Regions from separate parts of the Sus scrofa genome. Here region 1 is linked to region 2. The links are chromatin contacts, called in public Hi-C maps. All regions are on one chromosome and are shown on one strand. Each heading gives the region's core, a stretch centred on a gene start, on an enhancer-like site or on the middle of the called end of the contact. The rest is flanking DNA. Distances are from core to core; before and after follow the strand shown.

What was found. Hi-C and Micro-C count contacts between places; a contact is called where the count stands out from the background.
Region 1: a contact with region 2 is called in a Hi-C map of alveolar macrophages, with 2.6 times the contacts expected there. The contact joins the promoter of U2AF1 here to the promoter of NDUFV3 in region 2. A contact is called at or near these places in 2 of 5 promoter capture datasets (fetal liver and liver), 7 of 47 Hi-C or Micro-C datasets (alveolar macrophages, embryonic fibroblasts, fetal liver and 4 more) and 1 of 2 datasets of contacts at active chromatin or transcription factors (alveolar macrophages).

Annotation. Positions count from the first base shown.
Region 1 is chr13:206,255,913-206,260,844 of Sscrofa11.1, reverse strand. It overlaps U2AF1 (splicing factor U2AF 35 kDa subunit), which reads left to right and starts at 3,148. Exons shown (of 8, transcript XM_021071048.1): 1 at 3,148-3,650. The coding sequence starts at 3,607.
Region 2 is chr13:206,109,885-206,114,924 of Sscrofa11.1, reverse strand. It overlaps NDUFV3 (NADH dehydrogenase [ubiquinone] flavoprotein 3, mitochondrial), which reads right to left and starts at 3,588. Exons shown (of 3, transcript XM_021071042.1): 1 at 3,449-3,588; 2 at 1,909-2,029. The coding sequence starts at 3,496. It overlaps LOC106505505 (a long non-coding RNA gene), which reads left to right and starts at 3,680. Exons shown (of 3, transcript XR_001299987.2): 1 at 3,680-4,987.

The DNA of each region.
Region 1 (4,932 bases), core at 1,899-4,398, 150 kb before region 2:
TGTCTGTCCTTCGGTCTCCAAGACCGCATGTCTCAGTGGGTCCTGACATCACCGGCTTCCCGATATCGGCAGGGCCTGTGTGTCTGTGCCCTTCCCACAGCCAGCAAGGGGGTGTCTTGAACTCTTTTTTAACACATGAATAGTGCAAATGAACCCCAAGTCACAAAAGGAAAAGTACAATTTAAAAGTTAAAATGCACACGACATCCATCCATCCGAGAACAACAGAGGTGCCTGGACCTCGGGTCAGAGTGGGGCAGCAAGCTGAATCTTGGCACCAAACTTGGGGGAAGAAAGCCTCTCCATTTTCAGAGCTTTTTTGCATTTTGGCATATTGCAGATAACAGACTGTGGGTCTGTTTGGACCAGGGAATCAACAAAAAGGCAGAACCGGGGTCTTCAAAGAGCTCCCAGGCCAGCAAGCGAGCAGAGGCCAACGTGCTGCAAAGGAAGACCTTGCCCTCGGCTGCTCTGGGTTCTCCTGGCTGCCCGAGGAATTAAACTGACCTGAGACAGATGAGCAGGAGAACATCACACAACAGTTTAATGACGTGTACACAGGACAGACCCAGGAAAACCAAGCAGCTCACCAGAGGGGCTATCAGCTTAAACACCATCTTCAGCTCCAGACGAAAAAGGGTGTTGTGGTTCGTGGTTTGGGACTTCAAAGGGGCAGAAGGCAATTCACACAGAGATGGAGAAGCAGATGTTTGGTAAACAAATGTTTGGCGGGGGGGGGGGGGGGGCGTGCAGAGACAGGGGGACACCGTGGACTCTGATCCCTGGGTCTCCCCGTCCCACGGGCCATGTGCTTTTGCAGACCTCTCTGTGATGGCTCTATTTCAGGAAAGGGTCTTTTATCTAAATTCTTTAGGCAGCTGGGGGGCGGGGGAGGGGACAGGTAAAATGAGAGACTTCCCGAGTCCTCTCTCTTAAAAATAACCAGCCTGAACTAATCCTCAGGCCAAGGTGGCACATGTCGGAGCGGCAAAGTCTGCGCCCCTACAGAGAGTGCCTCAAAGTGTCCTACACCACCCTCCCAGGCAGGGGGTATTGATCCCGTTAACAAATGCGAACGCTTAGTCCAGGGAGGTTCACAATCACCTGCCTTAGACAAGACACTTCCACACATGCACCTCCGCCCGCCCCAGTGTGTTAAGTTCTGACCCCCAATGTGGTGGTGTTTGCAGAGGGCCTCTGGCAGGTGTTTAGGTCATGAGGGCAGCGTCCTCACGCATGGAATTAACGCCCTTGTAAGAGACCCCAGGGAGCTCCCCCCCCCGCACCATGAGGACTGTCGGGGTCCGGGATAGGCCACCTCAAAACGTGCCTTAACAGCATATTGATTTTTTTTTTTTTGGTCTTTTTGCTATTTCTTGGGCCGCTCCCTCGGCATATGGAGGTTCCCAGGCTAGGGGTCCAATCGGAGCTATAGCCACCGGCCTACGTCAGAGCCACAGCAACATGGGATCCGAGCCGCGTCTGCAACCTACACCACAGCTCACGGCAACGCCAGATCCTTAACCCACTGTGCAAGGGCAGGGACCGAACCCGCAACCTCATGGTTCCTAGTCGGATTCGTTAACCACTGCACCACGACGGGAACTCCCGATTTTTTTGAATTAAAGTACTTAAGAAATGACCAAGGCAAGCGTCCTTCTGTCCCCCGAGAGGTGGAAATAAAACCTCACAAGAAAGAGGCCCTCCCTGCATCTGGAGGTAGACGGACTCCCCTTGTGGTCAGAGATGGGGACTTGGGGGCAAGAAGATTCATATAAACAAACTATGCTGCTTCTTTAACTGGAACCCCAACAGGAGCTTTTTGTCCTGTCAATTCCTCACAATTTCACCATTTCTTTATCTAAAATGTATAAAAGCTGCCTGCTTTGGCCGCTTCTCAGGTCCCATTTCTATGCAACCTCCATGCAAGCATGAATTAGAAAGTTTCTTTTTCTCCTGTTTATTTATTTTTGGCCTCACCCCCCAGGCATGCGGAAGTTTCCCCACTAGGGAGTGAACCCAGGCCACAGCAAATGATAACGCGAGACCCTTAACCAGCTGTGCCACAGGGAAACTCCTGCTCATCCGTCCAGTGTCAGTTTTACTGTAGGTCCAGCCACAAGAACCCAAGACAAGCAGAGGGGAAAAGGTCCCCCTTCCCAACAGTACAAATAGGATCACAGCCGCTGCTATGACACCCACTACATAAACAGAGATTCTCAAACCACAAGGACGTCCAGGGTCCTCGGAACCACTCTGGGGCTCAACGAGCGTCTGATCACCATTTGCCCTTAGCATGAAAATCACTCTCAAATGTGTCTTATACCAAATTTTAACACCCTAGAGACCACCAAAATAGTAAACATTTCTGCTAGAAAAACAATGTTTGTGTAGTCCTCCTCTAGGAATAAACGTCCATGCTGCTTCTTCAGTTTACATGGGAACCCCTGAGATTGCAGCGCTGGCGGAGCAAATACAACAAGTGTCCATCTGCCCCCCAAACAGAAAGAAGCCCGCAGGAGGGCACTTGGTGTAGGATTGCTAGTAAAAGTGAGACTGGCAACAATCCATGTGCCCATCCACAGGGGACTGGTTGAATAAGCGATTCACCACCACACAGTGGAGCCACAAAAGCGGTCAGGACATGACCACGTAGTCCTTCGGAGCCACCTCCAGGATGTAAGGTTACATGAAAAAAGGCAAGGTGGGGGAAACGGTGGGTGGAAAGGAACTGCCCTAAACAGAACAAACTAGGGTAACCGGAGATGGATAGCTCTGGGGGAAGGGTCCGGCGCCCCCGTGGGTCTGTAACCTCGTGCTCAGCTCTGCCCGGCCCCTCTCCCCGGAGCTTCCCCGCGCCGAGGCTCTTCCGGGGCTTTTAGGGTTTACGCGCCGGGAGCTACTAGACGTCCCTAAAGCAGAGCCGCCCCTGGTTTTTGCAGTGGGTCTCGCGCAGTCGGCCTCCTGGGCGATCGGAGCCTCCGAACCCGCCAGGCTTTTCCCGGTCGGGCCCAGGCCCTAGCGGCGCATTTCCCGGGGCCCGCGGCGTTGGGCCACCCCGGCTCCGTTCCAACCCACGAGGGCGCTGGAGGAGCGGGGGATCTTCCCGGAGGAAGGGCTCGAAAGGCGGTGAGGGCGGGGTTGTCCCACAGCGAAAGTACGAGGAAGGGGAGCCTGCACCTCGCAGAGCTCCGCAGAACCCGCCCAAGCGGGGCACGCGCGCCCCGGGCCTAGCCCCGGGGACTGCGTGGAGAAGCCCCTACCCGCCGCCTCCCGACCGCCGTTTGCGTGCTCGGCTTCCCCGGGCCCTCCGGGGGCGCCGGCGGGGTCGGGGACCTCGGCCTGGGCCCAGGGCGCTGGGAGCGCGGGCCGGCGGAGCTGGAAGCGCGGGTGCGGGGCAGGGGGAGTGCCGGAAGGGGGCGCTGGCGGGCGGCACCTCCCGTGCCCGCCAAGTCCCGCCCACGCGCAGGCAGCGCCTCTTCGGATTGGGCAGCGACCCCCGCGCCGTCGGGGCGGAGCGAGCGTCGTCGCGTCCGGGTGACGTCTCCCGCGGGCGTCGGGCGGGGTCGTCGGCGGCGGTGGCGGCGGCGGCGGCGGCGGGTGGGAAATGGCGGAGTACTTGGCCTCCATCTTCGGCACCGAGAAAGACAAGTGAGTGGGAACCGGCCGCCGGGTTTCGGGCCGCGGGGGCGGGCGGCGCGCGAGCGGGCTCGGCCTCGGGGCCTGGGAGGCGGCGGGAGGCCCGGCGGGCCGGCGGGGGAGGGGAGCGGCGGCCCTTCCGGCCTCGGGAGCCGCGCCGCCGCCTCGTGCGCCCGAGCGGGCGGGCGACGGGCCCGGGCGGGCGGCGGGCTTCCGCTCGGGCGGCGCGGCTGCTCCCGCCCGGGGCGCCTCGGCGGCCCACCTACCGGCGACGGGGCCCCCGCGCCCCCGGGTCTCCGGAGCCGTCCGAGTTGCGCTGAAGTTGTCAGCGTTGCCAATCCCCGCAACTTTCAGCTTTTGAGGTCGCGTCGGGCAAGCCGTAGTACAGACCTCGCCCGAGTTAAATCGTCTGGTAACTTAGGGTCCGAACCGTTGGGGTTTTATCCACTTAATAAGGCTCCTCTGTGCTTAATCGATGATCTGGGCTGATCGTAAGGACGTTTGATGAGATTACGGTTAACTAGCCTAAGAGGCACAATCTGCTTCTAGAACACTTGAAAATGCAATTCCAACATAAGAACGAGGTAGAGAGTTTTTTCTTTTTTAAGGTTGTGTGTCTTCCCTAAGCGATGGCTAGCCTGAAGTTTTTAAAATATTTTTGACTTTGCCACGTATGAATTTCCAATGCAAAGTTTAGACTAAGGGGAATGTTTTCAGACACTTTGGAGGATAATTGTTAGTTCGCAAACCTAAAGACTAAGCTTATTTTATTCTTTGGGTAAGTGGTTCACATCTCGGGATCCTTCAAGGCTGTACGAGGCTTATGCGAATGTGTTTTTAATGATAAACCCCTAAGTTTGGTGTAGATAACGTTTTGATACTACTTTATCAAACACTTTCAAGTTGTTTCTGTTTTCCAGGGTGCAGTCGATCTTGTAAAATGTCTTTTCTCACATATTCCCGAATTTCCTGTCACTTGGAGGAGGGGATTTTTTTTTTTTTTTTTTTTTCCTAGCAAAACTCACAAGACAGAATCATCAGTCATCCTCTAGGACGTTTGTTGGAGGCCAGTCTCTGGGCACTCAAGGATGCATAGTCTGGATCTTGTTCTCAAGGAGCCAGGGGTGCTTGTCACGTAAGGGATCGCACAGAAGTCAGATGCGTTGAAATTGTTACGTGCTGTGCGAGAGGCGTGCCCGGGCCTCACACAGCAGTTTGGGGACCCTGGTCTTGAAAGCACTGGCCAGCTCCGCTGGGAAGAGAGGCTTCTGGCGTCTGGTGAGGAGCCCGCAGT
Region 2 (5,040 bases), core at 2,339-4,838:
TACAGACAGTGTAGTGCTGCCCACCTGACAGCACACGCAGACAGCAGCCCAGGTGCCGCATCTCACATCCACCCAGCAAGACTGGCAGGCTGACCCCACTCAGCACGAAGGGGCTCAGAGGCCGGCAGGGCCCTGCCGAGTCCAGAGGGAGCGGCTGTGTGAGCCCAAGGCCAGTTCCTCGCTCAGTGTTGCGTTCACACTGTCAGAGGCTAAGTGCTCCATTTCTCCTCACATATAGCACGTTTCTAAAAGGGTGATTCGTGGAGCAGAGGCCTTATATTTAAGATACCTATTAGAAAGTGGATAAATTGAAAATTACAAAAGAACCCCAGCATTAAAAATGCAGCAGGCAGGAGTTCCCAGAGTGGCTCAGTGGTTAACGAATCCAACTAAGAACCATGAGGTTGTGGGTTCGATCCCTGGCCTCACTCAGTGGGCTAAGGATCCGGCGTTGCTGTGAGCTGTGGTGTAGGTCGCAGACACAGCTGGGATCCCGCATTGCTGTGGCTCTGGCGTAGGCTGGTGGCTACAGCTCCGATTGGACCCCTAGCCTGGGAACCTCCATATGCCACGGGAGCAGCCCAGCAAATGGCCAAAAGACAAAAAAAAAAAAAAAAATGCAGCAAGCACAGGAGAGAATACGACAATGCTGCTGTTAAATCCAGGCCTCTGGTGGATGGACACACAGACACCACGGGGAGGGTGCGTTTCCTCAGCCAGGGCCGAGGGCATGTGAGAGGCAGTCGGAGGCCGGCTCACTCAACAACGCAGCAGTATTTCATAACCTACCCGTTCTTTGTGTGCAGCTGGAGAGACGAAAAGCATCCACACACTTGCAAATGATCAAATTGAGGAAATGACATTTTGATGAAAATAAGACAAACTCAAGTTACCCTTCTAAACCCCAGCTGGTCAAAGATTTGCAAAGAGACTGTACATGTTACGTACGTATCTTAAGAGGTGACTGACGTTTCGTCAATTAGGACTAAAGGCAATGGACCTGCAGCACCATCAGTTACTGGTACTGAGCAGCGAGGAGAAAAGGCCCAGAAGTAGCTAAAATGGACTGTTGTGTTTCCTATTTTCCTTCCACGAGGGTTTACTACATTGGATTCAGGATAAAAAGTCAAAAACTAGGGATAAAAGTCAATGTGACTGTGGGAAGAGCTGGAAACTGGTTGGAAACAGGCTTCATCAAAGTGCGTCACGGTGGGAGGGCCCTGCTCTGGACCGAGTCTGCAGCCACAAAGGCCCCCTGCGATCCTGGACTGGGGCCAAGCAAAGCCTGGGAGACCACAGCTGAGCCTGACACCGACCAAAGTCACAAGCAGGGAAGAAAAACAAGGGGGGTCACGGCTCCCTCAGGCCAGGATGGGACTAGATCAGGGCCACCAAGTGCCAGAGCCTTTACACCCTGCCTGCCATTGCTACACTGGAGTTTGGCATTTAGAAAACACGGACAGAGGAGTTCCTGACGTGCCGCAGCAGAAACGAATCTGGCTAGGAACCAAGAGGCTGCAGGTTCGATGCCTGGCCTCGCTCCGTGGGTTAAGGATCTGGCGTTGCTGTGGCTGTGGCGTAGGCTACAACTCCGATTAGACCCCTAGCCTGGGAACCTCCATATGCCGTGGGTGCAGCCCTAAAAAGACCAAAAAAAAAAGTTAAAAAGAAAAAAGAAAATACAGACAGAACCAAAACAGGGCTACATGATGCATCAAAGATGGTTACGGTTACGTCACTACTGTGTTGGGTCTAAAATCTATTGCAGATCTTAGGTCTGGTTATAATCTGGACCCTGCTGGGAATGAAGAGTCAAATTAGGCAGCAAGTAAAACTCCTTTTCATGCTTGCGAAGCTGATTCTTTACTCTGCATTCTCTCTCCCTTATGACGACCATCAGAATCTTACTTTTTGGTGGACTTTGCTTCTTAGGATTCGGTGGCCGTTCCTTTTCATTCCTTCCTGATTCTGCAGAGAGAGAAACTGCAGGAGCGAGTCCGCGAAATACTCCTCCTTCTAGGAGCACCGTCTGTCAAAAGGATGGAACGCACACAGACACCTGAGAAATATGCCAACAGTTATTACAACACGAACACTATATTACAACATATACGTGCCTTGCATTCATAGGGCATATTTCTAATGGTTATTACAATTTTCATAATCTATGTGCATTATGGAAATTTCGGAAAACACAAAAAAAAGCTGCAAGGAAAAAAACACCGGAGTTCAAGGACTGTCGCTGCTAACAGCTGGGTATTTTTCCAACCAGACTTTTACCTGAGCACACTTTCTTGTAATCTCCAATTAACTACCGACCTACAAAATACCGATTCATTTTGTAAAATGTTTTCCTGTGCTTAAATAGAAGCACTATCTACCCATTAAAAACAAGGTAGATGAATAGCAGTGGTTTCAACACTGTCTACCATCTATGGTAAGTGGAAAACATTGCATAGCACATTAACTCACTCAGCACATATTTACCAAGGCCTACTGTGTGCTGGGTCCTATTCCAGTGCTGGACACAGAGCAGAGGCGCTTACAGCACACAGGTGAAGGTGAAACGTTTGCTTCTTATGCTTATGACAGAAGCATGTGTGTATATGTTTACATGACAGCTTAAAAAACTAGGTGAGTAGGGTAAGTAGTGGACTCTCGGACAAGAGATGTCGTCCACCTTTTGCACTTGATTTTGCAACCATTAGCTTTTGCTTTTGTAACAAGAGCCCCTTCTAATTTTAAACAGAGTGAAGGGGACTTGGCTTTTTCTACATGGAGAAAGGAAGCCTTTCTTTCTCCAAAGACCAGCCTAGAGTTCCTGTCCTGCCGCAGTGGAAACGAATCTCACTGGTATCCATGAGGACGCAGGTTCCATCCCTGGCCTCGCTCAGTGGGCTAAGGATCCGGCGTGGCCCTGAGCTGTGGTGTAGGTCGCAGACGCGGCTCAGATCCCGCGTTGCTGGGGGTGTGCTGTAGGCCGGCGGCTACAGCTCCGACTGGACCCCTAGCCTGGGAACCTCCATATGCCGCGGATGCGGCCCTAAAAATACCAAAAAAAAAAAAAAAAAAAAAAAAAAAAAAAAAGGACCAGCCTGGTCCTTCTTGTGGCTGCCAAGTAAGCTACCCGGCCAACCAAGCGCCTGAAAATTCCCTCATTTCCTCTCGAGTTAAATAAGCAATAAAGACACTGTCCTCAACGGTTCTAACGCTGATCGGGCGGGACCTCTGCGGCCCCACACCTGTCCGTGGCCTGGACAGCACACCGGGGGCTGCAATGACCCAGGCCACGCCCCGGGCCCGGCCCCCCATTCCCCGCACCCAGCGCCCTCTCCTCGGCCAGGGAAGCGAGGTCAGGGCGTCCCGGGACGGCCGGAGTGACCGTCAGGGCCGCAGGCTCGCCCCGGCGCTCCACGGGCTCCCGGCCGCCGGCTCGGCACCGCTTTACCTTCAGCGCCCTGGCCCGTCCTTGCCGCAGCAGAAGCGAGGCCGCCATGGCTGTGACTCCTACGCGCCCGCCCGGAGCCGCGCCGGGAGGGCGGAGGTCGCCCCGGACTGACGCGTGGCGGCCCGCCCCCTTGAAGGAGGAGGCCAATCACAGGCAGGGACGGCGAGGGGCGGGGCAGCGGCCGCTGCGCGCGCACCACACCCGAGGTCCTGCGCGCGCAACCGGGCCGCCTCCCCGCGCCGCGCCTCGAAGCCACGCCCCCGGGAAGAGCCGCCAGGCGCAGGCGGGTTGTTCTTTCTGACCCGGGTGACCCTTGGGCCTGGGCGCGGGGACACCGAGGTGGGTGTGGCGGGTGCCATTGTCGCTCTCCGACCGCATGGTTCCCTGTGGTCGTCCAGCAGGGCAGGTGGCGCCGTGGACCGCGCTAGTCTCTTAGCTGGGCAGTTCAGAAATGCAAGCTTTATTTTACCTGAGGGTTTATTGCTTGCAGTGCAATGACTCCCCCAAGTTAGATATAAACATGGCGTAGGTGTGGTTAGCCTTTCTTCTCCATATTTATATATATATATTTATGGCCACACCTTCGGCATATGGAAGTTCCCCAGGCCGGGGACTGAATCCCAGCCGCAGCGGTGGCAATGCCGGATCTTTAACCCACTGCTCCTGGCAGAGGATCCACCCTGCACCATGCAGGACCCCAGCCGCTACAGGGGACCCTTAACCCACTGTGCCCCAGCGGTAACTCCCCTCTAACTATTGATCCTGCCTTCTCACCACGGCCACTGCTGGATTCGGAGGAGCCTGTCCACACCTCAACTCCATCCGGGAGAGTCCCTCCACCTTGGCTAAGGCTGGAGATTCATTCTGGTCACAAGATACATGGGCAAAACAGATTCCCCCATGAAATTGTGCCCCAAAGGATTTAAAAAAAAAAAAAGTCATATAAGATTAACAGAAGCTTCTGTTAGGTGACTAACAGAAATTCTTGAGCTTCCCTAATAAAACAGCAGCTGAGGGAACAGCTGGCCAGAAACTAACCGGCTTTTAACCTGCCTTCACTGACCAAACTCAACTTAATTACTTTGGACCCCTTAACACACCTCCCCCCATAGATAACCCTGTGACCTATAGTGACAGAGGCTTTAGTGGTTTTCCCAGAGTTGGGAGTGGGCTTCTGTCAGGTTCAAGCCAGCTCAGACTGGTTGGAATCACCAAGACCGAAACCGGGCCTGTGCCATTTGTCGTTGGAGCTAAGAGGGCTGAAGACTCCAAACTCAGATCATGCTAAGGGCTTCCATTTTTGATGTGGCTCCCATGAGGAGTCGTGTGACTCAGCCTTTCCCTGCCTGCAACCTCCTTTCCCCGCACCTAAGACCACCTGCTTCCTCGTCCCATCGTCATCGCAAGCCCGTCACCTTTGGGGAAGTGGATTTCGGATTTGTTCTCCCATCTCCTCAATGGACAGTCGCCTTGCGAATAAACCCTCCCTCTGATGCACACCTCGGGGTCTCAGCGTGTGGTTTGCTGCACGTTGGGCAGGTGAGCCTAGTTCAGTAACACCCAGACCCTTGTCGAGGGGGCTTCTGGCAAGC